Regions from separate parts of the Mus musculus genome. Here region 1 is linked to region 2. The links are chromatin contacts, called in public promoter capture Hi-C maps. All regions are on one chromosome and are shown on one strand. Each heading gives the region's core, a stretch centred on a gene start, on an enhancer-like site or on the middle of the called end of the contact. The rest is flanking DNA. Distances are from core to core; before and after follow the strand shown.

The links. Promoter capture Hi-C pulls out the DNA fragments that hold promoters and counts their contacts.
Region 1: a promoter capture Hi-C map of pre-B cells shows a contact between it and region 2, with 6 times the contacts expected there. The contact joins the promoter of Rpn1 here to the promoter of Pcbp1 in region 2. A contact is called at or near these places in 1 of 39 promoter capture datasets (pre-B cells) and 1 of 9 other capture datasets (liver).

The regions. Positions count from the first base shown.
Region 1 is chr6:88,081,048-88,087,018 of GRCm38.p6, reverse strand. Rpn1 (ribophorin I) reads right to left here and starts at 2,546. Exons shown (of 10, transcript NM_133933.4): 1 at 2,225-2,546. The coding sequence starts at 2,488.
Region 2 is chr6:86,522,780-86,528,232 of GRCm38.p6, reverse strand. It overlaps Pcbp1 (poly(rC) binding protein 1), which reads left to right and starts at 2,044. Exons shown (of 1, transcript NM_011865.4): 1 at 2,044-3,753. The coding sequence starts at 2,318. The coding sequence ends at 3,388. It overlaps 1600020E01Rik (RIKEN cDNA 1600020E01 gene), which reads right to left and starts at 903. Exons shown (of 5, transcript NR_037960.1): 1 at 800-903; 2 at 259-342.

The DNA of each region.
Region 1 (5,971 bases), core at 1,297-3,796, 1.6 Mb before region 2:
TGTTGTTCTCAGACCTGCACTCAAAGCCTGGTGCAGCTCAGCATGTGCTTTACCACTGCTCCACACCCCAACCCCACAGGAAATTGATTTCTTTTGAGACAGGGCCCCAAGTAGCACAAGCTAGCCTCACACTCCCTTTAGGATGACCTTAAACTATTGATCCTCCTGCCAACTGCTGGAATTGTATAGGCAACTATCACTATATCCCAACTCCAAGAACACTTTTTAAAATATTATCTTTACTATTTCAGTATCTTAATATTTAGACATATTAAGACAGCTACAGTGTATTTATGTATAGTAATAAATCTTTGGACTGGGGCAAGCAGGAACTGAGCAAGCAGAGTTGACAGCTACAATGTCCTTACATATAATAAATAAATAAATCTTAAAAAAAAAATGCATTACTTAGTAAAAGGTCAGAAAGCTAGGCATGGTGGTACACAGCTGTAGTCCCAGTACATGGGACAGACAGCCAAGATGATCAGCAGTCAAGGTCATTTTTAGCTATCAGCATTCTGGAGGCTGGGACAGGAGGATTCTAGGTTCCAAAACAGTCCAGGGACAACACAGCAACACCCTGTCTCAAACAGTGTAAGAGAAAAGGATGGTTCAAACTACATAATCCTACTGTCCTGCTAGCTCCTTAAAGGTTCCTGTACTCCGTCCACCTCGCCTAAGTTTCCAAGGCAATGTGTGCCCTTTCTTATCCTCTTTATCACCCAGTTGCTTCTCACCTAGGTAAGGAGTATAAACTCGTCTTCCTCCAGAGTTAACACAAGTTACTGTAAGTCAGTAACATGACTGCAGAGCTGAAACACAAGTCCTAATTTCATGTCAAGGCCAGAAAGCAAGGTAGCAATAATGCAAATACACCCAAGGGTATGGGACAAGTCAGACCTTCATTTGGGGGAGGGGGGTTAATAAGCTCCAAAGCCAGATACTTCCACAGTCATGTAAGAATTCCTATGCCTCAAAAGGTTGCTATAGGGTGGGGAATGTTCTTAAAATACCTGCCACAGCCTTTTCTTTTCCTAATTTTTCTTTTAATGTACATGGGTGTTTTGCTTGCAAGTGGGTCTGTGCACCCTGAAACTGGAGTTACCGATGGCTGTGGAATTGAACTTGGATGCTCTGAGCCATGTAGAGGGACCCAACTTGTATGCAATTCCCACCAGGACAGCAGCAGGGTGGTAAGCCTCTGCTGTGATCTGATTATACTATGACTTCATTAAGTCATGACTGATTTTCACAAAACAGGACTGAGCATCCAATGAAGTCATGAATGTCTTTCCAGAAATATTTGAGGAAAGCCATGCTGAGCATGAACAAGGCTTCAATGTAAAGGGGACAGGAGTCACTTCAGTGACTATTATAAGTCCAGCTTTATAGCTCCATACAGTTAAAAAGAATGTGGTGTGCTTAGTCTCCTAGTAAATTGGGTAATCACTTAATGAATATAGTTAATGAGAACAGTAATAAAAATTAACCTGTGTGGATATTCCCTCTATTCCCAAAGCCAGCGATTTCTTTCCTTGAAAGGTATAAAAGTGTATTCAATGAAAAGTACAGAAGGCTAAATGCTGAAGTGTTCCAATGAGAGACGGTGGGGAGGAACAGACCTGGGCTTCACCTTTCTGTACAGCATAAGGGGCTGACTCTTCAATTAGTCTGAACATTAAGAAAGCGTTAAGCAGCAGCTTTCAGAGGAGTGTTACATTAACCGGGTGCGAGGAATGACAAACTTTAATACCAGAAACCTGCTGTATTTCTGAACGCTGCTGTCTGGAGAGAACAGACTACACCAGTCAATTGCATTCAGGAAATAAATTGTCTTAACTCACTGATAGTCCTCCACTAGACGAGCAAGTCCAGGGGACAGAAAAGAAGCTGGGTACCCGAAGTACCGCACCCGGCCACAGCCAAGATCCTCTTGGGGTGCGGAAGGAGGTCGCCAGGGGACCAAGGGGTCGCCTTGGGCTCCAGAGCAGCCACGTGGGCGGTGCCCCACGCTCGGAAGCTTGTGCTGACGTGTCCGAGAGGACACGCGGACAAGAGAGACGGCGGACCCCAACCTCTCCGCTGTCCCCCTCCAACACCTGCCTTTCAGACAACCAGACACCTGGAGGATCCCTAACGCCCTCAACCTCCCCGCCCCTCCCCAGGGATCCCCGATCGCCTCAGGCATCCCGCGTGAGGTTCGCCGGCTCCTCCCTCCGCTCACCTGCACGCCTAGGTGCGCAAGCCGCGACTCCAGTTCTGGCTCCAGGGCCAGAACGAAAGAGCTGGCTCGTGATGTGGAGCCGCCGCCCGGGTGTACCAGGACCACCTCAGCCGTCACCTTGGCTAGGTGGCTGCTCAGGTCCACCGTGCGCTTCACGTCCTCGTTGACCAGCGGCGGAGCCTCCGAGGAGGCGCTGCCGGGCGTCGGGGCCAAGGCCCCGAGACATAGCAGCAGCAGCAACAGCAAGGCGACCGGCGACTCCATGACCGCGAGCTGAGCGCCACCGACACGCGCCCCGCCCCCCCGCCACGGCGCAACCGCTGATTGGCCAACAGCACCACAAGATGGCTGGGCCCGGTCAGAAAGGACCCCGTCTCCAGGGCAACCGGGCGATCGTGGGGCGCCTGATTGAAAATCTTAAAGTGCAGGCGTACTTCTTGGGGCGCTTAATAGCCGTATTCACCCCTGATTTCCTTATATCCTGTCTGTTTCCTTCATGCTTATGCAAAATAACTCTGGCCTCTCAGCTCAAAAACAGTATACTATAGCTTAGTCTAAGGAACTAACTTTGCCTTCTCTATAGTGATACGAATGCTAAGTGGGCAAAAGTTTAAAGGAAAATGGGAAATTTCCAGAAACTCAAGTCTCTCCTCTAATATTTAGTTCAACCATTAATGTGAGTGATGGCAGAAACCTTAAGCAACTAACCAAGGTTGATGATATTAACCTCAGATACCTGTTGACATTTATCACAGTTGTAGGAGTCCAAGGCGAAGTCACTGGCAGGACTAGCTGTCTGGTGAGGGCTGCTATTTACTACCAAGGTGGCACTTTGACATTGCATGCCTTCTAAGGAAGGCATTGCATATCGTCATATGACAGAAAGGCAGGAAAGGGTCTCTCTGAGGCAAGCCCTTTTACAAAGGCATCTTGCAGATGGATTCCTCTAGTGCTATCATCTCCCAAAGTCACACTGAAGAATTAATGACCAAAAACAATGAACTTCAAGTGAGCAGAGAAACTGTAGTCAGTGTACTGATACACCTGACAAGAAAGCCAGCTTAGTGACGAAAACATCCAATGGCATTTTTTGGGCCTTGAAACCATATATATATATATATATATATATATATATATATATACATATATACATATATATATGTATGTATATATGTATATATATATATATGAAAAAATCTACAGATAAAACTTTGCTCCCCTAAAGTTCCCTTTTTTCAACCCTATAAAATCTCCAAGCCCCCTGCACAATGGTTGTGTACAGTCTCCACTCCCCAAATGAGAATGCGTCCCAATGTTGTTGCTTGAAGGATGTAATTCGAAGGTAAATTTTGGGAGGAGATGGAAATATTCAAACATTGATACCAGCCAATGAGAAGAGAGAATGGAGGGCTGGCCATGCTCCTCCCTACAAAGCAGAAGTCAGGAAATTAGCACCTGCAGGCCAACAATCTATCTGTGTCTATAAAGTTTTATTGGAACATAGCTACGTTCATTTGTCCGTAGCTTATGATTGCTTTCACAGTACAACAGTAACAGTAGTGTAGTTGCAAACCAGACTATATGGCCCAGAAAACAAAACTACTTACTGTTTGCACGCGAGTACATACATTATGTATGCAGAGACAGCTTAGTGGTTAGGAGGATTTGCTGCTCTCTCAAAGGACTTGAATTCTTCCGGTTCCCAGGCTCACAACTGCCTGTCAGGCAAGGATCTGATGCCCTCTAACCTCCACAAACATCCATACACAGATGTTCTTCCTTCTGTTCCTCTCTGTCTCTGTCTTTATCTGTCTCTCTGTATCTCTTTCTCTCTCACATACACACACATAAATATAAATTTAAAAATAAATCTTTTTTTAATGCTATCTGGTTGTAGTAGTGGTACATGCCTGTAATGCTTCAGTATTTAGGAGGCTAAGGAAAGAATAAAGAATAAAGAACATAAAATACTTTGCCTTAATGTAACAACAACAATAGAAAGTCTGACCACACTATTAACACATTCACCAGGGCAAAGCTCTGCAGAGGATAGCAGGGGCAATATAGTAGCCATTTAAAATAACACTCCAACATCAGAGACAATTTTTCTTCAACTCTTCCAAAATTAAAAATTATAGAGTTAGGTGACTGGAAAGGAGGCTTAGCAGTTAAGTCCTCTCTTGGATACTCTAGTAGAGGACCAGGGTTCAATTCCCAGGACCTGCATGGCTTCTCACAACACTAAGTCTGGTTCCAGTGGATCTAAAACTGCCTTCTGTACTCCACTCACACTTCAAGGATGTGGTGCATGGACACTTATGCAGGCAGAACACTCAGACACATAAAATAAATAGATGTTTAAAAATAACAAAGTCATTATTGAGAGTGTTAAGAGGGTAACTAGGGAGATAGCTCAGCCAGTAAAATTCTTGCCACTTAAGCACGAAAATCTGAGTTTGATCCCCAGAACTCATGGAAAAAAAAAAAAAGCCAAGGACAGTGATGCAGCCTTGCAATCCCAGCACTGGGGAGGTAGACACGGGGAGTTTGCTCTCCAGCCTAGCCTGCTTGGAGAACGTCAGGCCGGTGAGAGATCCTGTCTTGAAAACAACGTAGACAGCTCCCGAGGAATGACACCTAAAATTGTTCTCTGTTTTCTATCCGCACACATGTATACACACATGCACAAAGGGAGGTGTGAAGAAAGATTGAGAACAGCGCTTGCCTAGCATGCTGAAGGAGATTAGGGGCGTGGCTCCCTACTGAAGCAGGTGCTTCACATACATAAGGCTGAGGGTTCAAGCCTCAGAGCACACTCACATAAGCACCACTGGGGAAAGCAAGCCCCAGAGTGGAAGAAAAGAACGGAACACATCAAGCAGAAGGCTTACACCCAAAACACTAGAAAAATACAGAATAATAAGAAAGTAATTGACTATACAGTAGAAAAACAACCAGAAGAATCTGAATAGGCAGGCCTAAGAGAATGCGCAAGAAGTAGCTCAGTGAGCTAACATTTGTCTCATATATACAAGGCCTGAATTCCATCCCAACGTGGATGTAAATAAATAAATAAATAAATAAATAAATAAATAAGATTTCATAGGTTCCAGTCCATGATTGGTTCCTAATCCTTTTGCTTTGGCTTTGTGACAACCCATTATGATACAGCAGAACTGATCACGTTTTATAGCCAGGAAAGAAGAGAGAAGAGGAGGGTCTGGGGCTCCAGTATCGCCTTTGAAGGTATCTTCTCCATGGCTTTAAGAATGCCCAGCTAGCACAGTTCCATCACCTACCAACAGTGCCAAGATGGAGGTTGTGTGCTGGTTAGTTTTTTGTCAATTTGACACAAACTCAAGTTACATGGGGAAAAGGGAGCCTCGGTTGATGCATCGTTCTCATCAGATTGGTCTGTTGGCATGTATGTTGGGTAGTTTCCCATCACTAGGCATGACTTCCCTCCTGTTGGTTGAGCCAGTTAAGCAGTTGTTGGTTACTGCCAAGATAGAAGTACCACGATTGCACCATGAGGATTATTGTGTCTTGCTTTGGTTGGGGGATGGAGGACGGCGGGTAAATGAAGTCACGAGTGAATTTGTGCGGTCAACCTGGGCATGAACATGTTAAGGACCCCATAGCCTCAGATCCAGACAGATGGTAAAGCCTCCCTCAGGCAACCGAGTGCTAGTGTTACCATTGTGTGCAGAAAATGTCCATGATAGCTTTCTCCCCCTGGATACATAT
Region 2 (5,453 bases), core at 795-3,294:
GGATTAAAGGTGTTTCCTACCATGCCCTCAACATGCCAGTGGTGGCACATCCTGTCATTCCAGTGTTTGTGAAGTGAGACAGGAGGATCCAGAGCTCAGTGCCTCTGCACTGAAAAAAAAAAACCACACACACAAAACTGTGGCGTAGTGGTAGACAGCTTGGCTAAAAAGTTAGAGATCCTATGTCTGATAACCAGCTCAGCAAAATTAAATTCTAAAACTCTGATTCAAATAAAAAAATCTGCAAAAGGTGCTCACCAGTAGAGAAATCAGAAGATATAGGTTCCATCCTGTGTAACCTTGGGTCATTCACTTCATTCATCTCTCTGGGATTGTCTTGCTCTGTTGGGGAAAAGAAAGAGAAATAAATACCCACTTCATGGAATTTTCAATTAAAAAAAATATATATTGCATGGGATAAAATGTTTAGAATGGAATCTGCTGTGGCACACCCACACCCACAATCTGTTCCTCTTGACTGTAAAGGTGGAAAAGTGGACATAACTGTGAACTTTAGGATCACTGGACAGTTGAATAGTGAGACATTGCCATTCTATGGCTTATTAGGCATAACAATCTTAAATCAGTTACAGCACCACCTGTACAACATCTAGAAAAAAACTAGAAATTTTTTCTAGATGCTTGGGTACTTGGTTACATACTGTGCACACACGCGCGCACGCACACACACAGGCACACACCTGCCTGCCATTACTCAGTTTTTTAAAAATCCCGTGTCAGGCCTGCATTTTATTTATTCTCCTGCCCACCAAGGGAATTAACTTTCTTCCAAAAGCACCTCTTGCTGTTTCATCCTATGGGAAATTCTGAGACTGATGAAAGGCACATTCTAGAGCTTTCAGACCCGGCCCAATTTTTCGATGGCGACACGTGTCGCCATTTTGTTGGGAAACATGGCCGCCAGCCCTCCCCGCTCGGGGGTGGGGTGGCGGTGGGGTGAGGAACGCCACGCTGGTCCTTTCGGCCAAGTATTAAACAACACGTTCCTTCACACGACCTCCTCCAGGCTGACTATGGCGGCGGCACGAGGAGCCGGCAAAGAAAGCACAAGGCGCTCTCCAGCGTCTCGAGGGCCATTTCCCGGCGGGAGGCCTCGGTCAGGGCGACCTCCCAAGATGGCGGCGGCGCCCAGGCTTGGCCGCCTCCCGAAAGCGTGGTCCAGGCGGCGGGCGAGCCAGCGCGGACATGCGGGGGGCCATGCCGGCACGCCGTCAGTGCGCACCGCTCCTCTAAGGTCTCGGGAACTATCGTGGGACATAAAACACGAGGGCAGGAGGTAGCGCCTCCGAGGGCTTCCCTAACCGGAGCCGACCAAGTGCAAACAAAGCATTATGTAAGTGGACGCCATTCCAGCGGCCCCCGTTCCTAACGCCACTAGCCCGAGCGGCACTCGCCGGGGCGGGTGACTCTCGCTCGAGTCTCTCTGCGTCGCGGACGCAGCCGCCGGACGGAGGCCAAGGTGGGGGCTGGGACCAGGCGCCCGGACGCCGGGGACGAAGGGGCCCCACGTGCCCAGCAGAGCGCGTGCACAGCCGCCGGGCCGCGCCTCGCCTCGCCGCCCCTCCCCCCACGGAAGCCAACGCGGGCCGCTCGCGCCCCCCCTCGCTGCCGCGCATGCGCCCTGGTCCCCTCCCGCGCACGTTTTCGACCCGCGGCGGCCTAGCTCCCGCCTGCAGCGGCCTCCGCCGATGCCTGTATCGCTCCGCCATCGAATCCTTGGGCGGACCGGGAAACAATTATCTGTCCCCGGCACAAAACCAGTATATTTTCCCAGTCCCCTGCCGGAGCCGCTAGGGTTAACAAAACACGTGCTCCCTCTCAATCTCTGCCGGGTCCCCAGTTTTGCCCACGTTGTCCGTTTTCAACCCGACGGCGGTGCCACCGGGTTATTTTTCTCAAGGGTCGCGCGCGCTGGCGCAGTCTTGTGACCTAAAAAAGCCGGTCCTCTTTTTTTTCTCCTAGGGGTCCTGCGCGGAAAGCACTTCCGGGGTCAGAGGGTACGCGGGGTTGAAAGCGGGCTTCCCGCCCCGCCCAGACCGCCGAGGCTGCCGCCGGAGTCGCCACCGCCGCGCCCTCGCCCACCCGCCCGTCGACCGCTCCCGGTCCCGCTCGCCCCCGTCGCCGCCGCCGCCAGTCCTGCGACGCCGCCGCGGCCTCCCGCCCGCGCCCGCCCGCTCCTGCGGCCCCCCGCTCGCCTCGCGCCGGCAGTTCGGGCCTACTCCTCCCCTCCCCCGCCAGCCGCCCAGGACTTGACCACGTAACGAGCCCAACTCCCGAACGCCGCCCGCCGCTCGCCATGGACGCCGGTGTGACTGAAAGCGGACTCAACGTGACTCTCACCATTCGGCTGCTGATGCACGGAAAGGAAGTAGGCAGCATCATCGGGAAGAAAGGGGAGTCGGTGAAGAGGATCCGCGAGGAGAGCGGCGCGCGGATCAACATCTCGGAGGGGAACTGCCCGGAGAGGATCATCACGCTGACTGGGCCTACCAATGCCATCTTTAAGGCCTTCGCCATGATCATCGACAAGCTGGAGGAAGATATCAACAGCTCCATGACCAACAGTACGGCGGCCAGCAGGCCCCCGGTCACACTTCGGCTGGTCGTGCCCGCCACCCAGTGTGGCTCCCTGATCGGCAAGGGCGGCTGCAAGATCAAGGAGATCCGCGAGAGCACCGGGGCCCAGGTCCAGGTGGCGGGGGATATGCTGCCCAACTCGACCGAGCGGGCTATCACTATCGCCGGCGTGCCGCAGTCCGTCACCGAGTGTGTGAAGCAGATCTGCCTGGTCATGCTGGAGACGCTCTCCCAGTCTCCACAGGGGAGAGTCATGACCATCCCGTACCAGCCCATGCCGGCCAGCTCGCCAGTCATCTGCGCGGGCGGCCAAGATCGCTGCAGCGACGCGGCGGGCTACCCCCACGCCACCCACGACCTGGAGGGACCACCTCTAGACGCCTACTCGATTCAAGGACAACACACCATTTCTCCGCTGGATCTGGCCAAGCTGAACCAGGTGGCAAGACAACAGTCTCACTTTGCCATGATGCACGGCGGGACGGGATTCGCCGGAATTGACTCCAGCTCTCCAGAGGTGAAAGGCTATTGGGCAAGTTTGGATGCATCTACTCAAACCACCCATGAACTCACCATTCCAAATAACTTAATCGGCTGCATAATCGGGCGCCAAGGCGCCAACATCAATGAGATCCGCCAGATGTCCGGGGCCCAGATCAAAATTGCCAACCCGGTGGAAGGCTCTTCTGGAAGGCAGGTCACTATTACTGGCTCGGCTGCCAGTATTAGCCTGGCCCAGTATCTAATCAATGCCAGGCTTTCCTCTGAGAAGGGGATGGGGTGCAGCTAGAACAGCGTAGGTTCGCTCGTAACCCCCTTCCTGCTGTTTCCCATGATCCAACTGTGTAATTTCTGGTCGGTAATTCCAGGTTTTAAATAATTTGTAAGTGTTCAGTTTCTACACTTTATCATCCGCTAAGAATTTAAAGAAAAATCACATTCTCTGTTCAGCCGTTAATGCTGGGATCCATATTTAGTTTTATAAGCTTTTCCCTGTTTTTAGTTTCGTTTGGGTTTTTTTGGCTCATGGATTTTATTTTCTGTTTGTCGATAAGAAATGTAAGAGTGGAATGTTAATAAATTTCAGTTTAGTTCTGTAATGTCAAGAATTTAAGAATTAAACAAATGGATTGGTTAAAAATGCTTCGTATTTGAAAGCTGGGAATTCCTATCTTAAATTCTTCGGTTGCTGCTTTCTTTCCCTTCCCTGTTTTAAGTATGGGGTGCTTGGCGGCCAGGGGGAGAAGGGTGGCCCGCCCTTGTTCCTTGCAAGCTTTTCTTGCCTTATCGCTGAGATTCCCCTCCCTCTGCCCCAACAAAGGAACGGCAGGTTGGGCCTGCTTTGGGATGTTTACAAAAGATGGGTCTCTTCCTGGGAGTGACATATCCAACCTAGTTCCAGAGAGGCCTCTGCCTTTTTCTCTGGTGGAAGATACAGGTTTTTCTCGGGTGGAAAAACTGCCCGTTCAGCAGGACAGGGTGGATGGAGAGCGTCTAGCCCGTTGTCCGCTACCCCCATCCCGCGGGGCAAACTTGGCCAGGAACAATAAAATAATCTGTGGGAAGGCTTGTGGGGGTGGGGGGCAGGGACTAGGAGGAAGGGGAAGCACAAGGGGGGAAAGGAGGGCCACAGCTGCAAGGGGGGGGGGGATTGGAGGGCCTTGAGTCTGGGCTGACCCCAACAGAAGGACCACGTGGGGAGGGAGCCATGCACCTGTGGCAAGTAGCCCGTCAGAAGGTTACACCTGTCAAGCGAGGTGCCGGGAAACAAAGGGGTATTTTTGTGATTTTCCTCAGCTGTGTGCAATAGTTAATTACTGCAGGAAATAATCCTGCCTAAGTGGGACAGTCCTCCCAGGAATGTAGACCAGTCCAGGGTGTTCAAATGAGGATTCCTGAGTCCCACTACACACTGAACCAGAAAACTGCATCTTTAACACCCATTAGATCTCTTTGAGTTTTTCTTCAGCTTGAGAACGGCAGTGGCAATGCCTAGTAACCAAGTGCCCATCAGCTGAGTCTAGGCTGGACATAAGGGCATAAAGTGTTGACAAGCAGCACTAGACCCAACAAACAGTAAAACATTAGACAATTAGGTGCTAGAGTAGTGGGCAGTCAAACCCAGGCAAAGGAATCCCTGGTGGAGGGTGGAGTTATCCACAATAAACATTTGTTGTTTCTCTACAGAATGGGGGTTGGGGTGCAGGCCTCTTTCTGAGGTTCCTTGGTAATGAGATTTACATTCACTGCTATGTTGCTGAAGAGCCCAGGTTATCAAACAGACTTGGTTCTGCCTCGTGGCCTTAAGCAAAGCACTGAATACTGAAGGTCTTACAGGAGGAACACACTTCCTAAACTTGGGACAAAAAGTTTTAGAACGCAATAAACTAGATTGCAGAGGGCCTACTTCTAGGTGTTGCCTAGAATATACAGACTAAAAGATAGGGACAAACTGATGTCTACTAGCCAGGTGTGTGTATAATCCCAGCACTCAGCAAGCTGAGCTCTTGAGTTTGAGGCCCCTATATTTTGAGTTCCAGACCAGCCAGGGCTACATAGACCCTGCCTCAAAAAAAAAAAGTATATTTTTATTATAAAAAATATAAAAATTTGAAGCCAGCCAGGCTTACAGAGTGTGAGTTTAGAGATAGTTAGGCCAAAAAAAAAAAGAAAAAAGATACGTACTTATATTTGGCTAAGTGACAAGAGGGACATGAGTGAGGCCAGTGAGGACCTAGTACAGTGTCTTCTGGAAATTGAGCATTAATCAGAGCCAGTGGACAACAAACTTGAGTCCTCAAACACAGCCAGATAAGCTAGAGTGGCTGGAGTCCCTGGGAGAGAGAAGCAGCTCA